Regions from separate parts of the Arachis hypogaea genome. Here region 2 is linked to region 1. Evidence: chromatin contacts called from public Hi-C data. All regions are on one chromosome and are shown on one strand. Each heading gives the region's core, a stretch centred on a gene start, on an enhancer-like site or on the middle of the called end of the contact. The rest is flanking DNA. Distances are from core to core; before and after follow the strand shown. Region 1 holds the start of LOC112750818 (eukaryotic peptide chain release factor subunit 1-3). Region 2 holds the start of LOC112750821 (organic cation/carnitine transporter 1-like).

Region 1 (3,099 bases), core at 501-3,000:
TCTAACTTCAACTTCCAAAGTGCCCAACTTCCATGCCACCTTCACCCTCCATTCATCATACTCACCTTCAACCTCCATATCAGCTCCTGCATTTTTCTTTGTACCACATATACCCACTGCTTCGAATTCATCATCATCAACCCACTTAAAATAATTGCAGTGACTACCCTTCTGCAATTTCAGATGGGAGCAAACAAAAAAATTAGACAACACCCAACAGCATATAACAACATGAAAAAGCTTTAACTTCTTTTACAATCACTCACCCGATACCTTAGACATGCATGGAACAATCTATTTGGATTCTCTGTTGTCCCAAATTTCTTAATCACAGTCTTCAGCCCACAGAAACATGATCCATCATGAGAATTCACCCTCCTCCTTCGCATCGAAACACTAGATCCATGACTGTCGTGCGATGCATGTGACAAACCACCACCACAACCACCATTTCCTATCTCCATCCACTCAGCCAGCCAGGGATTACGACTCCTACTTACCTCTACTGCCACCGAAAGTGATCACGGCGATGTATTTATCGTTCAAATTGGGATTAGGGTTTATACACTCGAATGACTAATTTGACGTCTTAAACATAACTTATCTTGTCAGCAACAACATGCTACAACTTGGCGTTTGCCAGCTTCGCACTTAACGGGCCACGTAAGCGGCCTTTGCCATCTTAGCTATGAAGATGACGGAAGGACAAACGTGAACAATTGAGGTATCTTTCGAGGACGTTTTTTATTAATTTTGACTTTCGGGGACGAAAATGGAGATCGAGGACACTTTCAGGGACGAAATTGACTATTAACTCTATGTAAATTGTTGCATGCTCAAAGATCATTTATTATGATGATTTAAATTGAGTTAAATCACTAGTGTTCCGACCCGACCCGGCCAGTGCAGTGTCCGACCCGGCCCGAGCGGCCGACCAAGTGGGCCACGTATGCCCGGATTGCTACCCGAACGCCTGCTCCCTGACAGCCAGCTGCAAGACAGCTAGGAGAGGAAGCTTTATGGAAAGAGACGTCTCCTGTGGGACCCGCCCTACTGACAGGTATATATGGAGAGGGCCCTACCCCTCCCTCACGGTATGTCACTATCTCACACTCTCACCGCCATCTGTGAAAAACTTTGACTTGGGCGTCGGAGTGTCATTGCAGGTGGCTCCCCCTTCATATCGCGACAACTTGGGAGGTCATCTACCCTCAGGTCTCGCTCACCAGACCCAGATCAAGGCCGATTCCCACCATCACACTTAGAGAACACCTCCGACCCGTCCGGCATACGAAGTATCGAACAACTAGTTTGTTGCTAATTAGTAAGGCATGGAACGATTCGTGAGACCTCACGGCTCACATGATCTAGTAGCATGGATGATTGGCTGTAAATATATATTGGTTTGGATCAATTTAGATAATAAAATTGATATAATTTATATATTATTAGTTTGATTTTTTTTTAAGATAATCCCATTTTATTAAAAAAATTGTATCTATATTGGTTTGAATTTATTTTTTAAACTAATTCAATTCAAATTAGCGTGAATTAAATTAAATGAGTTTATATTTGAGTCAAAATTTACATTTTAATCTTTTAGAATTTGAATAGCTAATCTATATTTTTAATATATTTTAAACAATACTTTCAAATTCTTATTATTGGCATTCGTATTAAACTCTTTAATATTATGAGTTTTGACTTTTGAAATCAATATTCTTGATTTGATTTTCAGTTACCGAATGCGAAAAGATCTCATTTAAAATTACATATTTGGATGCCACGTTAATCACCTCACAGCTAGAAATTTCCAGAAAGAGGGGGGACAAAACAGTAAATTACTTGATTTCACGGCCAACTCTGCGTAACAAGTAAGGAACTGCCACGCCTAGCTCAACACGAACGACGTCGTTCCCATTACCATTATAAAAGCCCAAACCCCCCTTTTTGCCTATCAGGTTCAGTTCTGCTAATCAGCTAGGGCACAAAAGAATCTCTCGTTTTCTCTTTCCCCTTCTTTCTCATTCTCTCGGCCTCCGTTCCGTTTCGTCGCTAAAACGGTACTTCTTTATCTCTGCATCTAATTTTCCTGTTCTAGTAGCTGATCGTGTGTTTGATTCATTTGATTATGTTTTTCGATGTTTTGATTGCTTGTTTTATTTTGCATTCTTGCTTTTACGTGTTGGGGTTTGTGACGGTGTTATTATATTATATATGAATATGGATTAGTATATATTAAATTGGCATGTTCTGCTGCAGATTATGTCATGTCCGTGGATTTTGCTGTTAATAGTTGTTGGTTTGTTCTATTTAATATTATGGTCTTTTTGGCGGCTTATTTATTTGGTTTTAATTTTTTATTTGCAACTTGCCATGAGTGGGATAAACGTCAGGACTGAGTAAAAAGGATTGATTTTGTAATTAAAAATAGTAATTATGATTTATAGTGTTGAATATCATGCTCCTTGGACGCTGTGTTTATATTAGTTTAATGATTTATGCGAGGCTTTGTGGATAGCAAAAAGGAACTTTTTTGTTTTTTCTAATAAAATTTTATCCGAGAAAGTGTAGATGAACATTATCAGATCTTAATACGAATACTTTGTTTATAGTGTATTCTAATTTCCAATTAAACGGAACAAGAGGAGTCCTGTGTCTTTTTTCTAATTATTTGTTTCCATTGTTTTGTTGTTCTCTTAGTTGATCTTCTGTGTTTATTTCCTATATTTTGCGAATTCTTGAACAGCAGCTGTTATTAGTGTGGTGGTCTGATTTTCTATCATGATTTGTCTTTCACATTTATTTATGTGGCTAGCAATTGTGTTCATGTAAGTGATTTTTTGTATGTGCTTGATTCCTGATTGTTTTGACCATGTGTCAGTTTGTTGATTATGTAAGTGATTTTTTCTCGTTTGTTCCTTTTTATTACTGAAAAGGTTATTGGCCAACAATTGTTCTGAGATGGCTGATGCACACGAGACTGACAAGAACATTGAGATTTGGAAGATCAAGAAATTGATCAAAGCTCTCGAGGCTGCTAGAGGAAATGGGACAAGTATGATTTCCCTTATCATGCCCCCACGTGATCAAATATCT
Region 2 (3,244 bases), core at 399-2,898, 170 kb before region 1:
TTAGATACAAGTGAGAAGATGGATAAAGTAATAAATTAAAAAATTAATTATTATTAATTAAATTTATAATTCTATTATATATAAATTTTATTATTTTAGTTTTAAAATAATTAATTTTTTATTAATTTTTTTATTTTAAAAAAAATTTGATTTTTTTTATTACTTCTTTTATGATCACAACAAACATCAATATTATATAATATATGACAAAATATAAGTCACGAGGATTATCATACAGAATCTACTTGTGTGAAATTTAAATGGAGCATCTATCCTTTAAAAAAAATTGAAATGAATCATGCGTCTTTATATAGATATCTTAACTCTAAATGATTATAATTATTATTTTTTTTTAACAAAAAAAGCTTAATACACTAAAATGAATTAACAAAATCAGATATTACAGAAACAAAAAAATCAAAATTAGAACATTAGTGATATTAATTTATTGTCATTTTAGACATTATCATCAACAATTAAATATATCAGTATCATTCCATTCTTTGTAACTCAAAAACATCTTTTTTTTATGACCTCAAGTCCTCAACACTTTTTTCAAGATATGGTAGTAATTTATATATATGAGATATTTTCTATTTCTTAAAGTAACTTTTAGAATTAAATTAGATAAATAATTCAATCTGAATTTTAATAATATGACATCAAAATTTATTAAGTTTAATGTTATCATGTTACTCATTTTATTAAGAGTACCAACCAGGCATGTAATTCCAAAAGTACATTTGGATATAAAATGAAATTTGAGTAGAAACAAGTTTTTTTTTTTTTTTTTAAAGAACTAACACTAAATTTTTTTAATTTAACCTGAACTTAAACTAAAAAAATTGATGAATACCAAAACGTAAGATGAAAATAACACCAACTCTAAGGTTCAATGGTTTATATATTGTATTTTAATAACAAAATAAAATATTCTAAATATAAAATGATATTCTTACAAAGTTCAATAACTTAAAATTCAAAAATATTCTAAATAACATATTTAAATTTAGTATTACAACATTTTTTTTTTTAAAATGGTAGGTGTCCCACTAACCCGATCAACCTCTTTCCGGCAATGCTCGCATCTCAAACAAAATGCGTGCGGATTAAACAGACATTTTTTTCTATTTTGTAGGATTAATTTTAATGTTCATCGTATTTTTATTAATATTACTTAATATTTCAGATTAATATCTTATTTTTATATTATTAAAAGTTAGGATTTGTTTTAGTATAAAAATATTTTTATTAAATAAAAATAATAAATTTTATTAGCTATGTAGTATTTTTTTTTTTTTTTGAAAACATAAAGCCACAACTAAATTGCTACGGATACAAAACAACTAATATATTGAAAAAGAGTACTGTTTTTCTTTTGAAATTTGTGATAACTTAGGACACTATCTATCGATAAAAAACTAGAAAAAAAAACCTTTAATATTAAATGACTACGAATTAATGAAAACGTTTAGAAGATCCCACTTTTATGTCTTTAATGCTTTTAATGAGGAGACTTTTAACAAACAAAACCCATGTCTAATTTATATGTATTTTATTTTTGTTGCAACTTTATTTTAATGTTCTAGAAATATAGAAGGAGAGCACAATAACACTATAAATAAGAGTGTATGTGCATTGTAGGAAGGGAGCAAAACAATAGGCACTAATAATAATTAATTATTTATTTCCATTGTGTTTTGATTATTGTAGAAAGCATCATGGAACAGGATCAATCAGAAGAGAGTCATGGAAGAAGAGGCACAACCCTGGTGGAAAGCGAAGAAGGCACAAAACTTGAGCTAACTGTGGATGAAGTTGTGGAAGCTTATGTAGGCTCACTTGGATTATCCCAAATCTTGCATGTGCTTGTGGTTTCATTTGCATGGATATTTGATGCACATAGCACATTGGTCACAATCTTCAGTGATGCACAGCCACCTTCTTGGAGGTGCAAGAATGGGGTGTACTGCACCGACGGCCGCGGCGGTTCTGTTTGTGGCTTGGTGCCTGGGAGCTGGGAATGGGTTGGTGGAGATAGAAGCTCCACCGTAGCTGAATGGGGACTTATATGTGATAGGAAGTTTCTTGCTGCTGTTCCTGCTTCTGTCAACTTCCTTGGTTCTCTTTTAGGTATATACCTGTTTAGAATCTTAATTACTATGTTTATATTCATTTATGCTAATATACATTTACTAAAATCATTACTCTATACTTTTAATTTAGAATATCATATATCACCATAATATAGTCTCATGCTTCGTATATATTTAACGTTAATATGTGTACAAAAAAATTAATTATCAAGTCAGTCATTTGTATAAATATTAGAATATAAAAGATACATTAAAAGTATATAAAACATACATATATTTATAAATAAATACATGACGATTAATCTAGTAGTTAATTTTTTATATACACATAAACAAATACCTTGCATTTTGTACAAAGGATACAGGGTTTTTTGATCTTTGGTGATTTTATATCCCCTTTTTTGGACTCAACTGATAGAACATGTAATTGCGAAAATAATTGGTTCTATGTAATAAACTTTTCACCCATTGCAAAAGTGAATTATTGGATATGAATTTGGCCATACAGAAGCATATGAAATACAAAGACTCAATAGCCTATAATATAATATAGTATAATACATAGTGGATGAGTTTAAGGGGCGGGCATCCATACATATGATGTTGTGAATATGAATTGTGTTAGTAATTAACTAATGGAAAAGTACACGTAGACAATGAAAATATTAAATAATGTGGAAAATGGATGTATCAGATATTCATTTTATTAGATGTACGGATGATTATTCTAATATTAAGATTTAGGTGGATAATTTGAAAATGTAGTGTATTTTTATTTGATTGGTGGTTATTCATGTTGTTCAAGAAAATCATTAGTTAACTAGCATAACCCTTAACTAATTAGTTACTTTGTAACAACATTAAATAACATGTTCTTCAAATTTTGGTTCAGGGTCTGCGATATTTGGGCACCTAGCAGATACTTGGCTTGGAAGAAAAAGAGCAGTGATGATTTCATGCATCTTAACCTCCATAACATTTTTTGCCACATCCTACTCCCCAAACCTCTACGCCTATGCCTTCTTCCGATTCTCAACAGGGTTTGCGAGATCAGGAATCGGCATAAGCTGCATTGTCCTCGCCACAGAGTCAGTTGGACGCAAGTGGCGAGGCCAAGCCGGCCAATACAGCTTCTTCTTCTACACAAT

The links. Hi-C and Micro-C count contacts between places; a contact is called where the count stands out from the background.
Region 2: a contact with region 1 is called in a Hi-C map of leaf, with 2.0 times the contacts expected there. The contact joins the promoter of LOC112750821 here to the promoter of LOC112750818 in region 1. A contact is called at or near these places in 2 of 8 Hi-C or Micro-C datasets (both in leaf).

Annotation. Positions count from the first base shown.
Region 1 is chr15:135,586,760-135,589,858 of arahy.Tifrunner.gnm2.J5K5, reverse strand. LOC112750818 (eukaryotic peptide chain release factor subunit 1-3) reads left to right here and starts at 1,750. Exons shown (of 6, transcript XM_025799683.3): 1 at 1,750-2,063; 2 at 2,940-3,099. The coding sequence starts at 2,965.
Region 2 is chr15:135,760,091-135,763,334 of arahy.Tifrunner.gnm2.J5K5, reverse strand. LOC112750821 (organic cation/carnitine transporter 1-like) reads left to right here and starts at 1,648. Exons shown (of 2, transcript XM_025799686.3): 1 at 1,648-2,133; 2 at 2,989-3,244. The coding sequence starts at 1,722.